Linked DNA regions of Mus musculus: region 1 is linked to region 2. A link is a contact called in public HiChIP or PLAC-seq data. All regions are on one chromosome and are shown on one strand. The core of a region is the stretch at or near the end of the contact, and the rest is flanking DNA. Distances in the headings are between cores, read along the strand shown.

Evidence for each region. HiChIP or PLAC-seq counts read pairs in DNA pulled down with a chosen protein or histone mark.
Region 1: an H3K27ac HiChIP or PLAC-seq map of extraembryonic endoderm stem cells shows a contact between it and region 2. The contact joins two enhancer-like sites. A contact is called at or near these places in 1 of 15 datasets of contacts at CTCF or cohesin (the NIH/3T3 cell line), 3 of 484 Hi-C or Micro-C datasets (bone marrow-derived macrophages, cortical neurons and nephron progenitors) and 1 of 115 datasets of contacts at active chromatin or transcription factors (extraembryonic endoderm stem cells).

Annotation. Positions count from the first base shown.
Region 1 is chr14:72,931,620-72,937,317 of GRCm38.p6, reverse strand. No RefSeq gene overlaps it. Among named protein-coding and RNA genes, the nearest start is that of Gm41207, 65 kb to the right of the region's middle. Within about 2 kb of position 3,502, at least 32 of the 459 cell types and tissues checked have an H3K27ac peak or open chromatin away from gene starts, as enhancers often do. A contact at or near this core is called in extraembryonic endoderm stem cells, where this site is marked.
Region 2 is chr14:72,647,415-72,653,324 of GRCm38.p6, reverse strand. It overlaps Fndc3a (fibronectin type III domain containing 3A), which reads left to right. Exons shown (of 26, transcript NM_207636.2): 3 at 1,234-1,309. Among named protein-coding and RNA genes, the nearest start is that of Fndc3a, 60 kb to the left of the region's middle. Within about 2 kb of position 2,629, at least 7 of the 459 cell types and tissues checked have an H3K27ac peak or open chromatin away from gene starts, as enhancers often do. A contact at or near this core is called in extraembryonic endoderm stem cells, where this site is marked.

The DNA.
Region 1 (5,698 bases), core at 2,253-4,752, 280 kb before region 2:
AAAATGCAGAAACAAGTGATCAAGTAGCGGTAAGCCCTAACTAATATAGATACATTATAACACAATTCCTGCACCCAAGTCTCAGGAAACATGGAGGAAAGGGGGCAGAAGGACTGTAAGAAGAATAGGAAGTCTGCTATAGGGAAAGCTGCACACTTGAACTCTCACAACATGGCTGCCTAAACAAGACATCAACAAGGAAGACACCAATAGATGTGCCAACATGGAAGAGGGAAAGCCCACAGGGCTCCAACCCGATTTTCTTATATGAATGGCCACTCCTACTCTTTAGGGTAGAGTGAGCTGAACTCCCTTAGTTTCTGTTTAACTGAGAAAGTCTTCAAGTCTTCTATAGTTTTGAAAGGTAGCTAGCCAACCACAATTTTCTTAATCAGTAGGGCTCTTTTCTTTCAGTACTTTGACTATACAAATTCACTCCCTTCTAGGACGGCTCCCTCTGGGAATTCACAGTTCAGTAGGAACCCCATCATGTGATGAGTCGCTTTTCTTTGTCTGCTTTGAAATTTTCTCACTGTCTGTGACTTCTGACAACTTGACTATGACATGCCTTCTAAGTCTTTTAACTGTCTTTCCACTGGAGTTCTTTGGGCTTCTCAAATTTGTATATTTAGTCTCTCATCAGTTGGGGGAAATTTCAATATATTTTTTTAATGTATTACCTACTTCTTTTTTCCTTTTTTTGTCCTGGAAGTGCCATTCATATATGCTGTTGTCCTTGATGCTGTCCAGATGTCCTGTGGGCTCTGTTATTACCCCTGTGGATTGGATTCTCCTTTCTGGCCATTGAAGAAGTCCTCTTCTCAAGCTCACTGACTATTCTTTTTCCTGCCCAATCAAGTCTGCTGTTGAGGTCGTCGGGTGCATTTTTTCATTTCAGTTACTGCAGTCTTCTATTTTCCTGATTCCATTTATTTGTATATCTATGTTTTCTTTTATTGAGCATATTTATCATTATAATTATTAGTCATTTATATGGCAATTCACATTTCTGCTTTTTCTTTAAAGAGCACATTGCTGGAAATTTAACTTGCTCCTTAAAACATATTATAGTTTCTTATTTTTTCCATATCTCAGTGTTTTGTTGTTGTTGTTGTTATTGATGGGATTTTGGCATTTAAAAAAACTACACAGTCTTCCAGATTTTTCCATTTGATTTTATATAAAAGGAAATTTCCCTAGTAAGATAGACATTCTGAAAACTTCTCAGGGAGTTTCTGAACATGTACCTTCTGTGAGCTGTGAGTATAGCCTATCAGAAGAGGTTTCCAAGTTTCTATTAGAAATTCCCTCAGATGTCTGATGCTGCAACCTGTCTGGTGCTGTGGTTAACCATGATACAGGTATCCCATGTATTTCTGCCACACTGTAGAATCTGGCTGACCACCTTCATTCTCTGGCATCCCAGATCTGGTGGGCTGTTTTTACTAGTGTGGCTCTGTGACTTAAGACAGAAGGCAGTCCCTGGTCAGAAAGTCTGACATCTAGGAGTTAAAGGTTTCTTCTCTATCACCCAGTATGGTATGTGGGATATTCTGGTGAAAGTCAAACAGTGGAGAGCATCTTAGATTTTCTACTGGGCTTCATCATCATCTGGGGTGTAGGAAACTTTACTTGGTCCTTGGAGTTTTCACAGATACACTTAAAATGTTTGCTGTTAAATTTGTGTTTCAGTTGGGGAAGATGATTTAAGCCCTCCCTGCCCACTATATTGCTGATGTCATTCCTCTGTCTTTTATTGACAGAAATGCAGAAATTTGCAGTTTTCTTCAAACAAGCACACCCAATGTGTGCTTCTTACGGTTCTCATCTTCCATAACCCTTGCTGATAATGGCACTGGTAATGGTTTCTTTAGAATGCCCACTGTTGAGATAGATAAACACTTAACAATCTGTTTTTACATTGTTCTCTACCTCTAAACTCATTTTGTTTTGGTTGACAGCAGATTTTCCCCTTTCCTCTGGACACTTAGTCTAAACATGGTGTTGTTACATAATTGGAATCACAGACATTTCTGAGGAGGCCAGGGAACACCAGGAATAAGAAATTGCCCATTAGATACCTACAGGCTATGGCATCTTCTTGGAAGCTCATCTCCAGATGGCGAGACCAAGAGGAGTGGAACACCAAGGAGCAAGAGATGTCAGCTTATAAACAAAGTGACACAGGTACTGAGTCCTGCCAGGGAGCCACTTGTAAAGCATGAACTGCCAGATGCACTCATGTGGGGGACCTGGTGCTGAGGATGCTGTTGACCCTCTATGGCATTTCTTACCCATGACTGAGTGTTTCAAACGGCGCCAGTTAGCCCTACAAGTTGGTGAGACTCCAAAATGTTAGGTCACCAAAAAGCACATCAAGGAAAGGAATGAGTAAAACAGATTTTCTGAAGAGCTTTTTTTTCTGGAATAGTCAGTTCTGGGACCTGACAGTTTTACTGTCCTTTGTCAGCAAGAAAAACTGCTCTCTAACAACTGGTAGAGTGGGCAGAAACCACTGAGCCTAGCATGTTACCCTTGTTAAAAAGAAGACTGTTGCAGAGGTGGCACCATGTGGCATGTCACGTACTAACTCTGCCCAGTACCACATAATAGCATAAGCTTCCTGATGGGTTTATTAGGAATTGTAGAGGAAGGGAAACTCGGCCATGGAACAGAGGAGACTGTAGACTCTACACTGTGATACTAACTTCCAGAAAAAGCAGAGACTATTTTCTTTGTCGCAGTATCTGGGGTTCCATAGGTGCAAGAATGCAATTTTAATCAGAGGCAAACCCAGTGGAATTCCAGCTATGGGACCAAGGATCTACTAGTCCATGTGGATCTTTCCTTACTCATGTCTATTCTTTGTGGTCCACATTCCAAGCCTTTCTGATTAAATGCCTTTGGACAATTTGCAATTTCTCAAAACCCATCCCCCCTTGTTTGGCTTTACTTTTATACTATTTCTAGGGCTCTTAAAAGGATGGAGTGAGATCATGTGCATGTTGGGGTGTTTTGTAAAATGTTTTAAAATGCCAAGTGCTGCTGTTTTTGAGACTTGATAGAGATGCTCTGTTTTGCACTGGATGGAAATGGTCCCAAATGACCAAGGGAGATTTAGAGGAGCCCAGCTAAGGAGCAAGAGTAAATGTGAAGATGAGACTAAAGGTACACAGAAACCAGAAGCTCCACCCAGGATTTTTTGTTCTGTGGCTTGTAGAGCTACCGTTTGTGTATTAGCTTTGAACCCCTCTCAAGGCAAGCACATCTGAGGTATAGAGTGTGTTCCTTTTGCTTGTCCCCTGTGTACTATATATTGTATACTGCTCAAGCAAGCAGGAAACATTTGTTGAGTTTTTTTTTTAAAAAAACAAAACAAAACAAAACAGAACAAAACAAAACAAAACAAAGGAATGATTTGATGCAGGGTGACATCAGTGCAGTGGCCAGAGAGAAATGAGGAACAGAAATTGCTCCCTGGATGTAATTTGTCCAGGCAGAGTCAAAACTCTTCTTGTCATTTCCTGTTTTAAAAACTCTGTTGGCTCATTACAGTACAAGAAATAAAGTCCCTGCATATTAGAAAAGGACAGAAAGGTCCCTTAAATAAACACACACACACACACACACACACACATCCAACCTATGTCTGTAATCTTATCTCTCATCTTGCAATTTCTTTGACCTCTAATTCTTTGCACAGCTGTAGTCTAAGGTGACAAAGGTTCTTAGAGTCCCCTGGACTTCTTAGTCTCTCCACAGGCTTCCTTCTTACCTTGGAAAGCTTCTGTGTTCTTGGAAGATTTAGCATTAATTCTTCTTGCTCTGTAACATGCTCCCTAATGTCTCATTGCATGCATCCGTTCATTTGTTCATTTGTTCGTTCATTCATTAATTCATTCACTCACCAAGTTTTCCCTTGGTGCCCGATATGAGTCAGACACTGGTGTAAGTACTGGACACAATAGTGAACAGATAGGACCAGAGGTCTGTCCTTATCAGATGTTCATTACAAAGGAAAGACAATATGAGTGGTGTCCAGAGGTGGTAAAAGTGAGGGGGTATGAAAGAGTTGAAGAAGGCTACAAGTCTTTTTATTTATGTAAAATGTGATATATCAGTCAGAATTGGCTGGTTATATTGCAATAACAAACAATTCTCCAAACCTTAGAGGTTTATAACAACCATGATTTGCTCCTACTTCATACCTCATGACCACCAAAGAACATCTGAGACTTGGATTCTTTATTCCTCACTCTAGACAGGCTCTAGAACAGCACTTACCAACATGTAGGTCACGACCCCCCACAGGGTCACATAGCATATATTTACATTACAATTCATAACAGGATCAAAATGACAGTTTATGAAGTAGCAACGAATTAATTTTATGGCTGAGGGTCAGGTTGAGAACCACTGCTCTAGAGGAAATTTCTAGTTGCCCTACTAGGGGAAAAAGAAAAAAAAGGTAAGACACAAAACTAGCTATTAAAATTTTTACCTGAAAATGGCTCACATTTCACTAGCCAAAAACTGGACATAGGATCAACCTGAGTTAAATAGGACACACGACAATTCTCCCATCTCCTTAAAAGGAGAGTGAACTAACATGTGTGAACAATCTGAATGCTTGCTACACATGGCTCGTGAGAGCCATTCTGAACAGAGGACATCTGCGCCAAATAACAGGAAAGCAGGGAGCTAGCTAATAGATCTGGGGAAACTGTCGAGCCCTGCTCCTCAGATTATACAGCCTGGAACATTATTCGGCCCCTTTCCCTCTTCCTTTCACAGCCCGCCCCCAATCCATCTTGACAGCTGTACTTCCAGAGCATCGAGATCTGGCCGGAGCTCACTGCCTCTGTCTGACTCACCATCCTCTGGAGGATGCAGGAATTTTCGAACTTCTGTTTGCTTCTGACCTCCTTATGTCATCCACATGGACCTTTTTCAAATCGACATTATCATGATGTTTCTCTGAGGAAAGCCTAATGCATTTCCATCCTTCTTTGAGTGAAAGATAACGTTTTTATAGGGTCTCACACGGTCCGGTCCCTGTCCCACCTACCCTGGTATCTCTCCAGCCCCAATAATTGCTTTCATTCTGGGTCACTTTGTGCCAGACACTAACCACTTTGAGCTTTGTTCCTTCAGTATACACTTGAAAGCTAAAGATATACTAAAAACATCAATGCATATTAGAATTGCTCCACCCATTTGTGTTTACCATGGAGTCATTTTGTTTTCGTGCTATTCATTGTCAGTCATAGTAAAAATGTCATGTATGGCTCAGCATGTTATCACTACACATTGGAGTGGGAAATGGGGAGCCGACTGACTGAATAGATAGATTAGAACATGAGTGTATGGGTGGATAGATTAAGTAGATAAAGAGGCAGCCTTCCCCTCCATTGGAGCTGTAGTGTGTGCTGTGGGATTCTCTGAGCTGTTATTAACTAGATGCTCACCATTACAGGGAAAGTCTGCCTGCAGAGGGCCCTGTCTGAACTTAATCAGCATTTTAAGGAGACCAAAAAAGAGGCAAAATGTTTTCTTCCTTTCTGAAATAGATTCAAGTTTTGAAACCATTTTTTCCTTGTTAGATGACTCAACCGTAAGAGAGATACAGACTATGGTGGTGAACCCCAGGTTATTTCTGAACCCCATCATTTGTCATATCTAGTTAGGGGATAGGAAG
Region 2 (5,910 bases), core at 1,380-3,879:
AAATATGGAAACAATAGAAAATATCATAACAGAAAAAGACAACATTGACAATAGGAAAATAATTCTAGTAAAGTAAAAGGCAAAAACAAAGTGAGAGAATGTTTACAACATAAGAATATAGTAAGACATTATTCTAAATTATGTAGAGCAGTCATGTAAATTTCTAGAAACACTTGAAAGCCTACGAAATAAATAGTAAGGTGACACAATCAGACCATTTACAAAAGACTTAGTATAAAACACACTGAGTTTTATGCTGAGAAGCAGAGAAGTGCAGTTCTCACGGAAGGCATTTTACTCAGTGGTGGGTTGCTTGTCCATCATGTGTGAAAGCCCAGGTTTGATCCCAGTACTGAAACACCAGCAAATTAAGATCTGCTACAGCATCAAACAGTATAACGCTACAACTTGAGGCATATTCAGGATGCAGTGAAAGGGTGTGCTTCTAGAGTGTGAGAGGGGATGTAACATAGGAGAGAACTTTAAGGTAATAGAGTAAAGGGCACCAGGGTTTGTTTTCTACATCTCTGTTATAAGGAAATCAAGCTAACTTTGCTGTCTACATTAATGGAAACATTAAGGTGAGGGCTGCCAGAACTCCTCATCTAAGGGAAGACTGCTTAGCTGGTGATGCAGTGAGGTGCTCCCGTGATGGGATACTTGAGTACTATAACATGGAAGTTCTTTTAGAATATCACAGTGTTATATAAAACTTAGGAGATAAAGCAATTCTGCACAGATAATGAAGTGAAGAATTTTATCATTATCTTGACTGTATTTTAGGACTCTAGATTTCATTTTTCCAGTTTTTTGTTTTATCAGGTTTCAAATGTCAGAAAATTAGTATATAGTTTACTTATAAATGATGAAATTAAATTCACATTTTCACATATAACTTTTTCTCTTAATTCAAGTAGAATCTCATTATCAGTTTATCAATTCCTAAGTGCTGTGTTAAAGTATAATATGTAATCCACAATTGTAAGGTTTGACTCCATCATTTTTACTGAAATTTTTTACTTCTCAGTAAATTTGCCATTAGCTTATTTTTTTCTTTTTGTTTTCTTTTTTCTAGCCTGATTATGACCTATTGAATACTAAAATAAGCACAATGTAGTATGTCCAGTTTTCTAAGGTTAATTAGCTCACATATGCTCAAGAACTAGCTGCACATTTTTCTATACTGATTGGTTCTTTTATTGTTTTGATGAATTCTTCTTCCGTTGTTTCCAGGTTATTCTGGTACAGGTTAATCCAGGGGAAGCCTTTACGATAAGAAGAGAAGATGGACAGTTTCAGTGCATTACAGGTAAGAGGAATAATTTGCTACATTCTGTAACAAGAGAAAATCTGCCTTCTATTTTTCCAGGTAGGTAACAGTGTGTACACTTGTGCGTTCTCCCTGTGTCACAATCACAAGCTTGAGTACTCCAGTCATTTAACTATTGCAGTAGAACTCTAATTAGTCTCTTTCTCCTTTTTTGATTGATCTAACTATAAAATTCTATTGTGTACATTTTATTAGTCAAAAAAAGTAAGTAACGCTAGCCAGGTCTTTCAGTCCTCCAAAGGTCCATTCTGTTTTCTAATATTGTTTTTATTTCCAGTGTGGCCTCAGGCTTTTCTTTTTAAGATCTACACTGTAGCTGTCTTCCTCAGGCTTTTTAAAGAGTCTGCTTGTTAACTGCAAACCTGTCTTGTCTAGTCAGCACGAGTTTCCTTCTCTAGGATTCACCCTTGTCACCTCATTCCAGGTGGTTCTAACCCAACTGCTTTAAACTCAGCTCAGATGTTTTCCCACGTTCACTGCAATCTTCCTTTATTGGACATCGCCTTAGCATTTTGGACTGGATATTTTTCAGCTATTGGGAGCCATCCTATGAATTGTAGTGGGTTTAGTAGAGTTCCCTGTCTTCTATACACTCGTTATTTCTTACCCTCCGAGATTCAGAACAAATAGAAATCTCTCCAGACATCACCATATCCCCTGAGAGGAGGAGCAAAGCAGCCTCCATTTAGTGAGCATTGTGTTCATATATGAAAATGAGGGCTACAGGAAGGTTAGGGTGGCCCCTTCATCCACTGTCACTAGTATCATAAAAGGGGAAACTTGGACAAGAGCGGATGTGGTATGATGACATATGATGAAGATTCAGGTCTTTGACTTGCTTAAATTCACTACCCAAAGATTGCCAACAAAGCCAGAGATAAGCAGTGTCATGGGACAGAAGTCCCCCTTTGTCCATCAGAACAAGCCAACCTTTCCAGCAGCTCAGTACCCTTATCACTGAGATAGTAAGATTCTGTCAGCAAACAGACAAACAAAAAGTCAGTGTCTTTGGAGTTAGAGAAGCTGAGTTAAACATTAGCTGTTTCTTAGTAGCTTGTTATAAGGTGCTGTGGGTTATTTAAGTTCAGTAATACATTTCGTATCAGTTCAGCTCTTGTTCCCATCAGTATTAGATCAGGGTAAGAATAACTGCCTTACTTGGGGTCTTATTGCTGTTTAGAGACACCGTGACCATGGCAGCTCTTATAAAGGAAAACATTTAATTGGGGCTGGCTTGTAGGTTAGATGTTTAGTCCATTATTGTCAAGGTGGGAAGCATGGTGGCATTCAGGTAGACAGGATGTTGGAGAGGTAGCTGAGGATTCTATATTTGGATTTGAAGGCAGCAGGAAGAGACAGTTAGCCACTAGGCCTGGCTTGAGCTTCTGAGAACTCAAAGCCCACCCCAGTGATATACTTTCTCTTACAAGGCCATGCTTACTCCAACAAGACCTTATAGTGCTACTCCCTGTGGGATTGTGGGGGGCATTTCCATTCAAACCACCACATTCATAAGCATACATTATACTTGAAACTGGACCTGTTACCTCTGCAGTACTCAGCAAATAGAGATATTGTGAGTTCTGGGTGTAACTGCTAAGAGAAGGTGAGCCCAGACTGCTTTGAAACCCCTTGATACCAGCTGTTGAGAAACTGACTTCCCAGGTGCCTTTGTACTGTACCTGCGTGCAACATTCCTTTTAGTTGTTAGGAAATTACGTATGTTATGTTTAATTTGAAGTGCTTATTTTACCTTTCAACTAGTACTAGTACCTGAACGCTTTGGATTTGTATTTTTTACAATTCTTTGTATCCTTTTTGGTTCTTACTACTACCTAATAGTCATGGCTTTAAATTAAAGAATCCATGGAGGTGGGTCACTCCCTACCTTGTTAACATCTAGACTGTAATACTTCTGAGGGTGAAGGACTCGTCACACTCTCTGATTAGCATTGGCTGTGATACCATAGGCTGACAGTTTTCAGTGCCCCTTTCCTATCACTACATAGCTGAGCCTGATGGTGAATCTTTTAAAATACCTTAGCCAGGAGTCACAAGTCAAACTTGGAACCCTACATGTATTAGAAATATCACTAAGTTAATCTAAAATATCTGTGCTGCAGTTGGGTAATACACAAATAATCAATATTCCTGAAAGGATCTAGACAAGAGAATATATAAGCAGTATAGACATTTAAAAAGCTTTGCCATCTTTACTAACTTTTCTTCAAATAGAATTTTTTGTTTTCACTATGAATCACATGGAATATAAATTTCTGATCACATAGCTTACTTGTGTGCCTTCCAGATTATTCATAAATATTAATCAAGAAAGCATTTTAATTAATATAATATTGATTTTCCCCAATACACTAGCAGATGAAAAAACAGATTGTTTTATTGTATTTTAAAATGTAGGGATGGCTTAATCTCAGAATGATAAACAGCTTGTATTTCAAGAGTCAGTTTGTGGCTGCATCCTGTAAGTTATCTCTTCATAACTCCTTTCATTTGATTTTAATATCTAGCAGCAACAGCCTCCTGCAGGACCTGAAGAGTTGTGTACTGTACAGACTGCCTCAGTGTTCACCAGACCTTAAGGGAGCTGACTCCTGTATCAGCATTCTGTACAAGGACACATTTCTGTGCTTTACTGGGGAACAGTCTTTTCTCTCTATAGTAGTAATAATAATAATAATAGTTGGAAACTTTATTTTTAAATTACTGCGTAGATTTTTTTAATGAAGGAAAAAGAATAAAGCTCTCTTATTTTATGTTTGCATCTGTCCAGAATTATCAAGTGTGTTGTCTAGTTTTATGCCAATTTGACACAAACTAGAGTCTTCTGTAAGGAAGACCTTCAATTGAGAAAATTCCTCTATAAGATCAGGCTGTAGGGCATTTTTCTAATTAGTGATTGATGGGGGAGGACCCAACATACAGTGAGTGGTGCCATCCCTGGGCTGGTGGTCCTGGGTTCTGTAAGAAAACAGGCTGAGCAAATCCTGAAGAGCAAGCCAGTAAGCAGCACTCCTTTGTTGCCTATAGATCTGCTTCCCACTTTAGGTCCCAGCCCTGTTTGAGTTCCTGTCCTGACTTCCTTAGCTGATAAACAGAAATATGGAAGCATAAGTTGAATAACCCCATTCTTCCCTAGTTTGCTTTTGGTCATGGTATTTCATCCCAGCAATAGAACCCATAACTAAGATGAGAGAGGTCTGCATGTGAAAGAGGAGAAGGAATAAGTGAAGACTGGTTTGGAGAGAAGCCTATAGGGAAAAAGTTAATGGATATTTGATCTCCTCTCCTCCCCTCTGTAAGACCCTTTCTGGATTTGAGCTGTAGAAAGAAGAAAGTGCAGCAACAGAGGAGAAGCAGCCACCAAGAGAATGAGTGCCTCGGGGGATGAAAATCAGGGCAGTGGAGTTGAGAGAAAAAACAGGTTCCTTGCGGCTTTTACTGTTCTCATAAAAGAAAATCTCCATAGGAGCATATAAAAGATGAGGTAGGGTTAGCATAAATATATGTTTGAATGCCTCCCTTAGAAGAATTCATAGAAACAAAGACTAGATTAAAACTTTAGATAGGTCTAAATTGCTGCCACCTTCATTGGACTCTCATAATTAGTGAGGTCCACTTAGTTATGGCCAGAGCTTAATTTGTACCTTTCTACCACAGCACAGTTCATTGAAGAATAAACTACTGATCATGTTTTCCGTGTGAGTACATGAAGTCTGAGTATGCTGTGCTAGTTCCTGGAATTGGGGGGAAACCAACTCATGGTTCTTATCTTTTAAGACTGTAGTGTAACAATGCTAGTGATGTAGCTTGGTAGTAGAGCCCAATAAGGCCCTGAGTTGGACCCCAGACTAAAAACAACAACAGCAACAACAAATACCCAGTGTATTAATTAAGGAATGAAAAGGTGAACAGTTGTGTCAGTGCAGTGATCACATTGAGTGATTTGGTGTTACAATAACATATGGTGAGGGTCCTTTAACAGTCGTTTTGAATGGAGAAAGCTCTTCACATGAGCTGTCTTTAAGGAATCGTAACTCCAGGAAATCAAATAACCCCATTAAAAAATGGGGCTCAGAGCTGAACAAAGAATTCTCACCTGAGGAATACCGAATGGCAGAGAAACACCTGAAAAAATGTTCAACATTCTTAATCATCAGGGAAATGCAAATCAAAACAACCCTGAGATTCTACTTCACTCCAGTCAGAATGGCTAAGATCAAAAACTCAGGTGACAGCAGATGCTGGCAAGGATGTGGAGAAAGAGGAACACTCCTCCATTGTTGGTGGGATTGCAAGCTTGTACAACCACTCTGGAAATCAGTCTGGCCGTTCCTCAGGAAATTGGACATAGTACTACCGGAGGATCCCGCAATACCTCTCCTCGGCATATATCCAGAAGATGTCCCAACCGGTAAGAAGGACACATGCTCCACTATGTTCATAGCAGCCTTATTTATAATAGCCAGTCTTGCGCTCGCCGGACTCGACCAGCAAGAACGATACAATTTGCTAAACACATGAAACTCAAGAAGAATGAAGACTGAAGTGTGGACACTATG